Linked DNA regions of Zea mays: region 1 is linked to region 2. A link is a contact called in public Hi-C data. All regions are on one chromosome and are shown on one strand. Each heading gives the region's core, a stretch centred on a gene start, on an enhancer-like site or on the middle of the called end of the contact. The rest is flanking DNA. Distances are from core to core; before and after follow the strand shown.

What was found. Hi-C and Micro-C count contacts between places; a contact is called where the count stands out from the background.
Region 1: a contact with region 2 is called in a Hi-C map of leaf, with 5 times the contacts expected there. The contact joins the promoter of LOC103653979 here to the promoter of LOC100382640 in region 2. A contact is called at or near these places in 1 of 25 Hi-C or Micro-C datasets (leaf) and 1 of 3 datasets of contacts at active chromatin or transcription factors (leaf).

The regions. Positions count from the first base shown.
Region 1 is chr4:166,532,855-166,539,928 of Zm-B73-REFERENCE-NAM-5.0, reverse strand. LOC103653979 (heat shock 70 kDa protein 17) reads right to left here and starts at 5,783. Exons shown (of 14, transcript XM_008680804.3): 1 at 4,800-5,783; 2 at 4,366-4,598; 3 at 3,583-3,742; 4 at 2,496-2,741; 5 at 2,268-2,404; 6 at 1,689-2,019; 7 at 1,443-1,604; 8 at 1,055-1,129; 9 at 867-967; 10 at 719-788. The coding sequence starts at 5,573.
Region 2 is chr4:166,226,701-166,233,517 of Zm-B73-REFERENCE-NAM-5.0, reverse strand. It overlaps LOC100382640, which reads left to right and starts at 1,711. Exons shown (of 15, transcript NM_001175364.1): 1 at 1,711-1,867; 2 at 2,463-2,621; 3 at 3,090-3,156; 4 at 3,256-3,363; 5 at 3,576-3,660; 6 at 4,054-4,108; 7 at 4,362-4,757; 8 at 5,907-5,966. The coding sequence starts at 1,760.

The DNA of each region.
Region 1 (7,074 bases), core at 4,534-7,033, 300 kb before region 2:
TTCTAGCTGGGTCAACTTTGTTTTAGCCAGCTGAGAGGATTTGGAAAAGTTGGGCTCCTCCGTGTTGCAAATTCTTTGTTTGGTTGGCCTCTCTTGATAGATGTTGGACTGCTGACAGACTAGCTCGTCGGGGCCTCGATCACCCGAAAAGTTGCCCTCTTTGCGATCAACAGGAAGTAACAGTCCAACACATTTTGGTTTCCTGTGTTTTTGCTAGGGATATTTGGTTTCAAGTCCTAAGCAAGGTGGGGCTGCAGTCTCTTTCCCCTGGGGCTGCTGTTTTTGTTTTCCAGGAATGATGGAGGGAGGCTGAAAGCAGGGTGCCAAAGCTCCAGAAAAAGGGGTTCAACTCAATAGTGATCCTTGTGGCCTGGTGGTTGTGGAAACATAGGAATGCATGTGTGTTCGATGGTGCCTCCCCAAACAGCAACATTGTCCTTCAACATATCCATCAAGATGCTCATATGTGGGGAATGGCTGGGGCAGCAGACATTATGAGGCTCTGGCCTTAGCGCTGGGAGTGCTTGTTTGCTGCTGGTTTGTAGTAGTGTGGTTCTTCATGGACATTTATGTGTATGCTTGTGCTTGGCCGCCGTAAGGAGGCCATTTTTTGTACTGTTTTGGCCATCTAAGGCCTTTTTATCTTCTTAATATAATGATGCGTAGTTCTCCTACGTTTTCGAGAGAAAAAATCATTATTAGGTTCTCTTATTGATACCTTTTGCAGCTCATCAAGATACAATCGAGCATTTTCACAGGCAGCTGGTCGGGCTTTTAATTCACTCAATCTGGGTAAAGGGAAAACAGAACAATCTCAGTCATTGACCCATATGAACTAAAGGTAAAAGGTATAAACAGTTAGTTACCTGAAAAGAATCGGATCACCAATGGCCTTAAGTTGACCAAGGCGCTCTTTGAATTCATTAGCTTGAGCATCTTCACCGTCCATGTACAACCAATCCTGCACCTGCAATTGTCATACAAACAGCTTCACTACTTCAGCATAAGACTTAATCATCAACTAAGACTAAAAGCAAGCTTAGTTTTAAACAACCTCACTAAGTTTCTGCGCAAAGGATTCCCTCTCCTGTTCAGTTGAGACAGTCAAAATACCTGTGCTTTCTTCCAACTGTGATACATTAAATGGCAGCAAGCAGTCAATATTATCGAAGTAAGATGTGTAATAAAGAGTAATCATTGCAATCAAACTTTGTTACATTGTCAAGTTTATCTAGATAACAAGATTATCAGGGTAGCATTGAGTTTCAGTGAAAAAACAACAATCTAAAAATAAATGTACATATACAAAATAGTAGAGGGATCACCCATTATCTGGGGTACAATGACAAAAATGCATGATGTATATTAATGCTAAAAAGAAAAGTTAAAAACTAAACCATCTTAGCAAAGTGTAAACAAAGAAAACATAAAAGAAAATATACCTTCTCCTTCATAGAATATATGTATGACTCTAGGTTATTCTTAAGTTCAGCAGTTTTCCTCCGCTCAGCATCCTTCTTATCGAGTGCCTCTAACCTATTTTTTGCTTCAGAATACAACTCCTTTGAAAGAATTGTTCCAGCACCAGTTGTTTTTTCCACAACCTAGAAATAATTGACATTTGAATCAAACTATGACGTATGACGTGCCAATATTACTGTCAAATTACCAGAACAACTATAGCTTACCTTCAATGGAACCCTAAATGTTCTTTTCTTTAGCACATTCTCTGCAATAATTTCTTGAACATTGCCCTCATCAATGGGAGTGCTGGAATTATTATCACTGCCAGAACTCAAATTTTCATTACTATCTGTAGTGCTATTAGCTAATCCTACTTCAAAAGATGAATTCTGATTGGTGATGTTACTCTCTAGAGTCAATATCTTCTTTGGAACTTCAACCCATTCAGTTATCTCAATTACTGCTTCTGCTCTATCAAGAGCAATAATTCCACTTCTACTCAAAGAAAAATGTAGATTTGCTTTGATGGGTGCAGATAAATTACGGTGTGCATACCTGGTTGAAAAAGGAATATGTTTAGTTTATGTAATAAAATTAAGCATACAGTGGGTACAAAAAAACATAATAGTAATAAAATTACATTGGTCGAATTCATTATAAGATTGAGCATTTTAGTTTGAATTATTTATCAACATGGCAATACCATATATGTTTATAAGGATGAATTACATTAAGAATGTTTAGTACTTTAGTTTTAATGATCAAGACTAGAAGGGGAAAATACATGAAGTATGTCCACTTACTTTTCACTGGCATCTGTCAGTCCCGATACAGAATACTCTGCAAACTTGTGTGATGGAATGCCTGGAGGCAGTTCATAAGCTTTGTCATAGTTGAGAGACACATCAAAATCCTTGGTATGTCTGATGGATCTAAACATCTGTAGATAACAAATGGGTATCGAGCTATATTAGTCCAGATACATGACGAAGAGTTCACCCACAAGATAAAAGGAAAACAACTTTACTAACCTTTATTGGCATTTTCTTCATTCTTGGCACCAAAATTTGATCAATGCTTTCATCCTTGAAATAACCCGGACCATCTATCTCAAGTACCAAAGCATAAGTGGAGCCATCAATCATTCCCAACTTACGGTTCAACTTAATCCCGTCACTCAGGTTAGCAGCATGAAGTGAAGCTCCAAGAACAATTGCTTCATCAGCATCAAGATGTTTATCCAGCCCGCGCCGACCCAGAAATTCCTGCAGTTTAGCCTGTAGCAGAACAATATTGTTGTTAGTGAGCCAAAAAAAAGAAATAACAAGTTGTAGACCACGCCCATTTGAAAAGGTAACCAAATTAGGAATTATGGATTATATAAATATTGTATAAAAACAAGAATCTCTAAACAGGTTAGGCATGAAACTCTCTGTGTGACCAGAAACAGTTTACAGCCCTTTTAGGATCACAACAAAAAAAAGGATCAGTACAAATGCAAAGTAGTTAGACAAATTTCTAACAAAAAAATATTGGTTAAATAGAAGGAAAAACATATAAAGCAAATCGTAACACATGTCACATCCATGCATGTACCCATGTTATAAATACTAGATTAATTTCTATAAGTGAGAAGCAGTTCAGAGAAAATGCTGAAAAGACTAAATAATCCAAGTATGCTGATTACTGAATTCATTGACAGCTAATAAAATTAAGGGGAAGTACGTGGCTGCTCTGCTGGTGCTGAAAAAAACCTATTCTGCTATGGGAATAATTAATAGCTTCAGTAAGATCGTGTTTGTTTCTGGTACAAGATTGTAAGAGTGTGTGTTTGTGTGAGCGTAGTTGGTGTGTTGTACTACCTCCGTTCTCGAATATTTGTTGTTCGCTAGTTCATTTTTGAACTAAAAAACGACATATAAAAAAGAACGGAGGAAGTAATTTATTTGGTTTCTCAATGCAATGATACGCAACTTTCCAGCATATTCTACAAAAAAGATTTTTTTTCTACTACAGAACCTAAGAAGATGATTCTAGCTAATAGATATAAAAAAATGATTTTGAAAAGCACCACAAAGTTTAAGTAAAAAAATCTAAAAGACAACCAAATTTATTAACCTGCAGTTTTGGAACCCTGGTAGCTCCTCCTATTAGTTCTACAGCATAGATATCATCGATCTTCATGCCAGAATGTGTCAGCACTTCTTTAACTGGAGTCAGAGCTTGCTCCCATAAATCCTCACAGAGCTCTTCAAATTTCTCACGTGTTATGCTACTCCTGTAAAAAAAAAATAGTGCATAAGCTCAGTAGGTAACACAATGCATATTGCCCCAACCGTTATTTAAGACCACGAGCTTACTATACAGGTTTAAACCAAGGAAAGCTTAAAGCACAAGCTAGGGAAAAACTGAAAACTCAACCATTAAGAGTCCTCATAATTGGCCCGATTGTTACAGAACATAATTTCCGCGTCTCCCATATAAAAAACTTCAACAGCTGATACAGAGTCAATTAAGAAGTAGCCCAAGTGGTCCAGAACTACACAGCCTTTGTTTGCAGTAACCTTTATTTAGATGAGATTGCATCGATGCACTTCAAAAGAAAAAATAACCAAATTTAATCTGATACATCATACATGTCAAGACACTAGACAAATAAAATGTCTTTCGTCCATGCAAACTCCAAACCTAGAAGGTCTGCTTCCAGGACACCTTTAATTAATGAGTTGAAATCCCATTCTTTACAGAACAATTTTAAGCTGACAAATTAGGTTTGAGAGTAAATTTTGCAATGTTGGGTGCATTTTCATTTATCTTGATCCTTGACCTTCTTACATGCTACATCCATATTTTTTTACCAATAGTTATGAGTTTAAAGTATATAAGATAGTAGAGATGCACCTGAAATCAACATCATTATACAGAGATTCTACTGAAATTGGAGCTGCAGTGTTTGCACTAAGAATTTCTTTGGTGCGTTTGACTTGCTTTTTCAACTTAGCCATTGCCTTGGGAGACTGACGGATATCAACCACATTACCGAGCTGCTTATTGAATTGATCAGCAAAATAGTTGACCAGACGCATTTCCATTTCGACGCCTCCAAGTTCAGAGTTCCATCTAACGTCCTTAACCTGCAGATTAGTGTTAGCAATATAGTATTCTGGAGTTGTCACTCATCATCTCACATAGCAGCACAACTCAATAATAGAAAAGCATATTTTCGTCAGATCTATCATAGTGACCATAAGAAATACTTTCATCAAAGATTGCCACCAGGCATTTGAGAGAGGCGCAATTGAACAACTACCAGAAAGGCAAGATAGGGAATTCACCTGGAACTGGTTAACGGAGACTGTCTTTCCGAACTCCTTGGCGTTGTATGCCGAGTAGCACACTAATGCAGCATAGGTGCTACCAGCGCCCATGTCGTAAAAGATGACATGCCGCGACGCATTGGAGAAGTCCTTGTCAATCCCGTACTGAAGCGCGGCCCCAGCGTGCTCGTTGATGAGAGCAAGCACGTTGATTCCAGCCAGCTGCGTGGCCTGCGTCAACGCCCGGCGCTCGGCCTGCCCGAAGTAGGGCGGCACGGCGATCACAGCGTCCCGCACGGGCGCCCCAACGTGCGCATCGGCGAGCCCCGCGGCATAGTGGAGCACCATGGCGACGATCTCCTCGAGGGAGTATACCTGCCCGTCATCGGCGCGGACCGCGGCGGCGCCGCGCGCGTCGGGGACGAGGTCGTAGGGGAGGAAGAGCGACTCCGTGACGGACTGCACGTAGGAGAAGGGCTTGGCCAAGAGGTCCCGCGCGCGGGCGAATACTTTGGACGGGTGCCGCGCCGTGATGCCCGCCGCCTCCTCCCCAATGAGACGGTTGCCGTCGGCGAGCGCGGCGAGGGCCGGGGACTTGCGCTTGGACATCTCGTTGGTGGCAACAGCGATCGGAGCACGGCCCGGGGCAAGATGCACAGCCGCGACCTTAAGCCACTCCGAGCCGAGGTCGATGCTCGCCACCGCCGCGGTCGCCGGCGGGACGGCGACGGCCGCCGCGAGTCCCGCGACGAGGACGGCGAGGAGGATTCCCCAACTACAGGACTGCGCCATGGCGTGTGGCTAGTTGGCTATTGGCTGCCGCTCAGTGCAATGGCAATGGCATGTGGGAGGGGTTCGGAGATCTGGAGTGTGGGGTGCTCGAGGAGCGCACTGCGCACGAGGGGAAGGGGAGCGGAGGGAGGCGAGAACGATCTCGAGGACGGGGAGGAGGTGCAGAGGGAAAAAAATTCTTTGCATACGGAATGCAAACCCCACCTTTTACACATACCCCCACTGCTGGTCCATACAAATAGATTAAAAATAAATTACTAAAGGGTTTGCATCCGGTATGCACAGAATTTTTTTCCGTGCAGAGGGCGTGCTCCTGCTATATTTCGGATTCCGAAATTTTCCTTTTTATTTGTCCTTCATTTATTGCAATTAGAGATTTTGGCTACGGGCCGAGCAGGATCGGCGCGAATTGAGTCATCAATCCAATGATAACCGGCCACGTTAAAAAGTATACATGTGGCGTTTCACGGCGAGCGCGGTGCATTGGACGCGCGAGATATAGAGCCGGTTTGTTTATATATTTTTTTTGCCTTTCCAGGACTTCTGTTACTGTGAAAACAATTCCGGCTCTTACTTCTCCGACTATTTGGATTTTCTAAGGACACAGTAATTTATTTAGTAAAACAGTTTTTTGTGTTTATTTTGAATGTTATGTTAGGAAAATAAAGGGAAGTCAATATAAGCCATGTTTTTTGTGCTCTAACTCTCGGCACGAAAATGGCTTTAGCTCCTCGAGGGCTCTCAACGAGAAGCCTTTTTTTTTTACAACCGTTTATAAGGACTTTATGATAAGCTTGAGCTAGAGCCGTCTAAGGGTGTGTTTGGTTTGGCTTTTGGCTTTGGCTTTTGCCCCCTAAAAGCCAAAAGTCAACCAAAGGGCTGGATCTAGGAAGCAGCTTTTTCTAAAAGCCGACTTTCTCGTAGCGCAAAACTGAAAGCACCCCTGGACCTGCTTTTAGTGGCTTTTGGATGGAACTGTGAAAACATATATCAAAGAACTTTTAACGACTTTTAGTGGTTTCCACCAAACGATTTTTAGCTTTTTAACAGCACACAGCCTACAGCAGCTTTTTCCACAGCTCACAGCCCACAGCAACTTTTTCCACAGCCACAGCCCAACCAAACAGACCCTAAAGAGCCATGCCAAGGAGGGCTTTTCTAACAAGCTTTTATGAGAGTATGGTGTAGAGATAATCTTATTATCATGAGAACTACATATAAAGAAAGATTAAGGAGTCTAAAAGGGTTTAGGATATAGAGAGTGACTGAATCTGCTTTCACAATAACTCGATCGATTATATGTTCACGCTGATTTTGGATGATTTTTATCAAGGTGATTCTCATAAAAACGGCCTGAAAGTTATATGTTTAATAGTACGCAATAGCTTATGATGACTGGAAGTCAAAAATAAACCAAAACAAACACCCTCACAGGACTCAGCTACTCACATTGCATTAAGTCGCCACAAGGCCACGAGCCTACCATGCCTCTCCTAGTCCT
Region 2 (6,817 bases), core at 462-2,961:
ATGTTATTGTTTACTCCATGCAAATATGTCTTGGTACAACACGACCAATAAAGTGAGCGATTAGAAGAGAGTTCACAATGATTGACTGAATGAACGGAGATTATAAAATGACATAATTCTATCGTATAGAGACCAAATAAGAGAAAGTTTGTGAGATCAAGTTTCTAAAATAAGTCCCATGAAGTCAAACTTATAAAAAAGATAAATCAAATATGGAGTGATTGCTAAAGTCAGGCATCAATAAAAACTGGATGCGCTCCATAAAAATTATGCTACTTCGTAGCAATTACTAACGTTTAAAACCAACAAATAATCTTTCATTTTGTTGTTAGTGTGACAAATCATTGCTGCTCCATCCAATTCAGCAACCTCAAACACCATGTAGTCTATTGCGCCAATGTGGTCTCAGAAACGACCTAATGCTTACAAGAGCCAAGAATGTCGTGTCATGCTTGGGCTGTAACCTCGGCCCGTAGTGCTGGCCCGGGCCGACACAATTATTTTTTATTTAAAAAAACGTATATACCTATATACAATTTATATTTAATATTAAAAACATCTTAGCGTGATGTTCTACTGGTTAGACAGTTTCACTCAGTGTCTCCCGCCCTTCTTCCATCAGGGCATGTGTTCGAACCCCACCTCCTGCTGGCCCGACACAGTTAGCAGGCCGGCATGACGTGCCTGTACCATAGTTGTGGCCCGTGTCGGGCGCGTCGTTACGCTGATTTAATTAAATGGATCGACGGGCTAACGGGCTGGCCCGACACAATTAGCAAGCCGGCATGACGTGCCTGTGCTATAGTTGTAGCCCGCGTGCATCATACTGTATCTAGCCCGTGTCGGGCGTCGTTTGGCATCTATAGATGTGCAACTGATTAATTTGAAATAGTTGTAAGAGGTTATTTGTAAAAAAATGACGCATGACGACAGTTGAAACTGATGCTTTAAGTATAGTATAGATACCTGAGGCGATACCTTCTCATTTCTAAATCATGATATTTGATATATTTTTCATTCATTTATGTGCTCGAGACCACATGCAGAATAAGCAGTTTCTGAATATCCAATCCAACAAAAATATAATAACATACAACATCTTTTATTGTGCTGCATAATAAGACTCTGTTTATAGACTTTGTTTGAGATTATAATCTGTTCAGATTATAAAATTTAACTTATTTTAAACTAAAGTTGAATTTTAAAATAAGTTGAATTTTATAATCCAGATAGATTATAATCTCAAACAAACACCTTATTTATCCTCTAGATTATGTAGTCCAGCTTAAATAAGTTAAAAGACAAACAAACAACACACATTATTAGTTGAAATATATACGATGTGTTTGATTCCTCACTAGATTATATAAGTTGGTTTATGGTAAAAATGTAGAAGGATAAAATATCAATTATATAATTAAGATAAAAGAATTAGATACATTAAGTTTATATAGTACTTGGAGAACCGCAATATAGTACGTAGGTGTTATATGTCCGTCTCAATAATAATAATAATAATAATAATAATAATAATAATAATAATAATAATAATAATAATAATAATAATAATAATAATAATAATAATAATAGGTGCCTTAATAGAAACGAGAACACTCATTAAACACATCAAAGGCAACACGCAAACAACACGGTGTTCTCAGACGCGATATCAGCCCCAAGTATTCCAGCCCGGCTTCAGCAGTAAGAAGAGTTGGTTGGGATTCAGCAAAAACCCGAGATCGCACCCCTTCGCGTGGCGATGCGTGGAGGAGACGTAACAGCAGCGGAGGCAGGGTCCCCGCGCTCGCCGGACCTCTACGATCTCTCCGACGACTCCGACTACGCCGCCGCCGCTTCTGACCAGACGGTACTGCCGCCACCCGCGACTAACTCGACGCTAAGGCAGTTTATCTCGCTTGGTTCCCTGCGCGATTTAAGGGCGGCGCGAGCGAATTCGTCGATTAGGTCACTGGTTCCCGTTTGGGGGTGGAATGGACCTGGACTGCTTTACTCTTATGTTGGGATGGGGGAGTACTCTTATTCGATGTTAACCCCCCCCCCCCCCCCCCCCCCCCCCCCCCCCCCCCCCCCCCCCAGTATGCAGTTGGATTGTAGTGGCACTGTTTGGTTTCTGAAAATCTGATTCTAGCTGTAGGCCTGCTGGGTGTTGATGTTTGTGGGAAAACTAAAATATGGTAACATAGATGGCAGGAATTTGGAAAATCTGGAGTATAAGATGATTCTGAATTGAACAAGAGAAATATGTAGATCTTCAAGAATTTATTCTGTTGTTGTCCTCTTTTGGTTATGATTCCAGATTTTTAGCAGCGAATCTGGTTCAGAAAGCTGAACCATCAGTACAACTTATAGAATTTGCTGGTTTCATTGGGGATGCTCGTTGTGGCATTATAGCCTACCTGTGTTCTCTTTAGATCGAACTGATACCTGTTTGCTGTTGGAAGGCGATGCGGACCGATCCCGCGGACAGAGCCTCAGAGGAGACTGCGAGGGTGGATGTGGTATATGAGAAGGAGCGTGTGACCATCCACCCGTCGCAGTATGGTTCCAGTCGTATCAGCGGGAAGCTGCGTCTGTTTCTGCAGCAGGGATCATTGTTCCTGGTGAGTAATTCCAGCTCATCTCCCTGAGCCATTAACATTCACATACATGGTTGATTTTTGTATCTACATATCCACTGAGGAAACTGAACTTTTTGCTAGCAACATAATGACAGCATTAGCAATTACTCAAGTGGGGTTCATATTGTAGCATGTATGTTACTTTCAGGCCTTTTGAGTTTCGTAGTGTGGTGAATAGCATTGCGAAATGAATCATAAGTTGTTTGTCTCTTGTTGTATTTTGGTCATTATGATATGTGCTAGTAACTAGTCACATGCTACTATGTCTATCTCTTGTTTCTCTTACATTTTTAGTTATATATGTGATATTTCACTTGCACAGCTTAAATTTTGAGAACCCATAGGGCCTATTGCTATATTGATATAGATTTAGCGATGATTCATGCGATTCCTTGTTGCTCTCTTTCTATTTTCTTCTTTTGTTGTTGTTTTGATCAATATTTATGACAGAGTTGGGAGCCAAACGAAGGAGCCGGCTCTTTGTCAACCAGTTCAGTCGGTGTGGAAGTAGAAAAATGTATGCCAGTACAGTTTGTTTGTCACTATCATTAATCATCTTGCATTTGGCAATAAGGACGATATGATGCCTTACTCTGAACTTCTTAATCCTACGCAGATAGAAATCTGTACACTATCAAGGCCTTGCCTTTAAGTGATGTACGCTTCATCCGTAAGTACACCCCAACGTTTGGACTGGACTACGTAATAATCGTTCTCTCATCAGGTGAGATGTGCTAGTCACTTGTTCTTCATATCATTAGTTTGGAACCCCACACGATTACATTGCTACTTCCAATTGGTTTAGTGCCCTACCTTGTCGACACATAATAGCATTTCTGCTTCTCCTGTCTAGATAAAAAATATTTTATTGACATGCTGACAGAAAATTAGAGAGAGGGACCGTGTTCTTTTATTTTTACCTACTAACTTTTGCAGGCCTGGCTTTCCCTCCATTCTATTTCTACAACGGTGGAATTCGTGAATTGTTTGCAACACTGAAACAACATGTATTCATCATCAGGTTTTCTTTTCTGTTTTAACGGTTCTAAATACATAAAAATAGTGGTCCATTGTTTCATTTGTATTGTCTATAAACTATCGTTTTGATTTCTCCATATCGAAAAATGTTACTTCCACTAAAGTGTATGCATGAATCATTCATATCATAAGGCAGATAACATATACCACGTGAATCTACACTAAAGGCGATAATTACAATTGTTGAATTACCAACCTATGCATAGAGTTTGTTTAATTTTGAGTTTCTAGCATTAACTCATTCAGTTGAAAGGTAATTAAGTTTGAAACTTTAGAACTTTTCAATTATAGTGACCAAAGTCCTTATTGCAGTCATAATTTCATTATGCATCCCCCTCAGAATGTATGATTCAAATGTTTTCTCTTCTATTTCAAGGTCGGATGACGATCCTAATGTTTTTCTCGTCAACGACTTTCAAGATCCCCTTCAGGTGTGTTATCATATTCTAGTTCTTTTTAGCCAAAAAAAAAACTCTCAAGGCTCAGCTCACTGCACTTAATTCTTATCAATTCAAAGAGTTTGTAGGTATACCTGCCAAATTGTTGTATAGTAGGAAATCTTTTTTGGTTAAGCTTGAACTTCATTGCGAAGTAACTTAGTCTGTTTTCTGAAAAGTTATCTTTTCTGACACAAATGTTCCCCTGTTTGAAGACTTGAGTCACCTTACTTGGTCGCATTTGCAGAAAAGCTTGTCATCCTTGGAGCTTCCAGGAGTAGCCTCAGTAGCAAATGCCATGTCAAGACAAAATTCACTCAGTTTTACTGGGTCAATTGATGAGTCCAGGCATGGGGATAATGTTAGACATGGGGCAACTTCTAGCATGTCTCAGTATAGCTCAAAGCAAAATCACAAATCAAATGATCCAGGTCGTGATCTTTCAATTCAAGTCTTGGAGAAATTCTCATTGGTTACTAAATTTGCACGAGATACTACATCAAGCCTTTTTCGAGACAATAGTGGTGCTCATGCTTATGGACGCCAACAACATCAATACATTTTGGATAATAAATCAACTAATAAACATAAAAATCAGTATGTAACACCAGAAAAGGCTTCGGCACCCTCAGCAACACTCGAGGTATGCATCTTTTATTTAATTTGTATATTATCATTAAATTATAGCCGTAAGGCATTATTTACTGCATACTAAATCAGCATCAAATCTTCAAAATCTGTTGTGCATTTGATCCACAATCACAATTACATTGCCTGTAAGGTTCAACAGGCCATCTGATATTTCTAGTTCAAGACCACCATGGTTTGATCTGGAAACTAAGGACCTACTTGGTTGGCTTCCAAAATTTTCCAAACCAATGATTTGACAATGAAATTTGGGCAAAAATATTTGCCACAGATTTGGCAAGCTAAATGTGAGATATCGGCAAATTTTGGCAACCAACCAAATAGAGGCAAAAAACATGGCTTTCCCAATTTTTTTTTTGAGAACGCGCAGGAGAACTGCACATCTCTTATATATTAAAGAGGAAAGGAAACATTACAAAAGAGGAGATGTTGCAGAGCAAATCTCCCAAAGACCCACATTATCCCGAAGGGAATTACATAGTAGCACTGAAACTAGATCCGACCTCGCCCAGGGCAGCAACTAAGCCCATACTACCGATCTCCTTAGCTCCTGCTAAAGCCAGCAAACACACTCATCTGAGAAACACCTAAAAATCCTGGGTAAGGAAGGAGACTCCCCATGAAACACTGCTCTGTTTCTCTGGAGCCATAGGCACCAAGCCCCCAGGATGATCAGAGAGTTAAGACCTTTTTTCCTGGTCTTGATAACCCTAAGGCTCACCTTTCCCCACCAGTCTGCAAAATTTCCCTCATCAACCAATCAGGCTCTAAACCTCTGACCGCCCAAGTCATTGTAGGCTTGTAACATCAGTAAATTAGATAATTTATCTGAGGTATATTGACTAATTGGGGATAGTTGTCACCTAGCCAAATAGGGTGCAGTTCTCACCTTCTGCATATTAATGCTACTGTGGAAATATTTCCAGGTCTCAAGTTTTTTAAATCTATAAATTGTTTATAGAACATTTGCTCAGAGTTTAGTTGCAAACTATGAGTTCACAAAAAACTTTTAAATGAAATCCATTACTCACTTGATTTTGTCTACTGACCTTTGATGCCTGCTCAAAGCTTTAACTGCTTAGTCTTTCATTATTGCAAATTGCATTATCACTGAGTAACATCAGCTTATCCACTCTTTTGGCAGTCAGATCCATTACCTCTCGTATGGGGAAAACAACGAGATCACCCGTTAAGTGTCGAAGAGGTAATCACTCCTTGATTCTTATACCTTCGCATTCTTCATTTCAACATATTTATGTCTCTACTATATAAGACATCCGTTTTCATGGTTCTACGGTTCCATAGTCGTCGTGCACCACTCTAGATGAGTTGGTTAGGTGGTCTGAGTAGCACTCCTCAGGTCTGGAGTTCAACTCCTCATGGGAGCGAATTTCAGGTTGTGTTTAAAAAAAATCCCCTCATCTGCTCTGCGCCAAAGCATAGGTCTAAGGCTCGGCCCCAGTCACGGTCGTTCTCACATGGGCTACGGTGCCGCTGTGTATGTGTGGGGCAGGGGTTCAGGAGTTTTCTCGACCTGCATGAGAAAGTCTTCTCAATATAATGCCGTGGGGGCGGTCTTACCCCCGTAGGTCGAGTTTTTTCCCCTTCTCGCTTTATGCAAAAATAAGGTAGAATTGTGCGCAAGTGTGGGCTTGAACCTTGTTTGTTACTCCACATTCACCTAACCAACAGAACACATGTTTTTTGTGTTTTATTAAAATAAAATGCATCAATGCGATATATAGAAACCGTAGCAATGCACAGGCGTCTGACTAGTTTATTTAAATTGAATCCATTCATGACAATAGAAGTCCATGCTGCAGTAATTCATTTTTCAGTTTTTAATCAATTTTATGGGAAGTGCTAAAATATACCCTGTTTCAATGAAGTTACAGAAAAAACATGATGTCGCCTCCGAGAAAATGAGTTTAACTAAATTGCCTGATGGGAAAACCAAAAAACGATTTTATAAAAAAACAGTTTTCTGGGAGTGCGAGTTCAGAAATGGGACAATTGTGATTATCCTCTTCGTTGGCCTTGCAATTGTGATTTTAC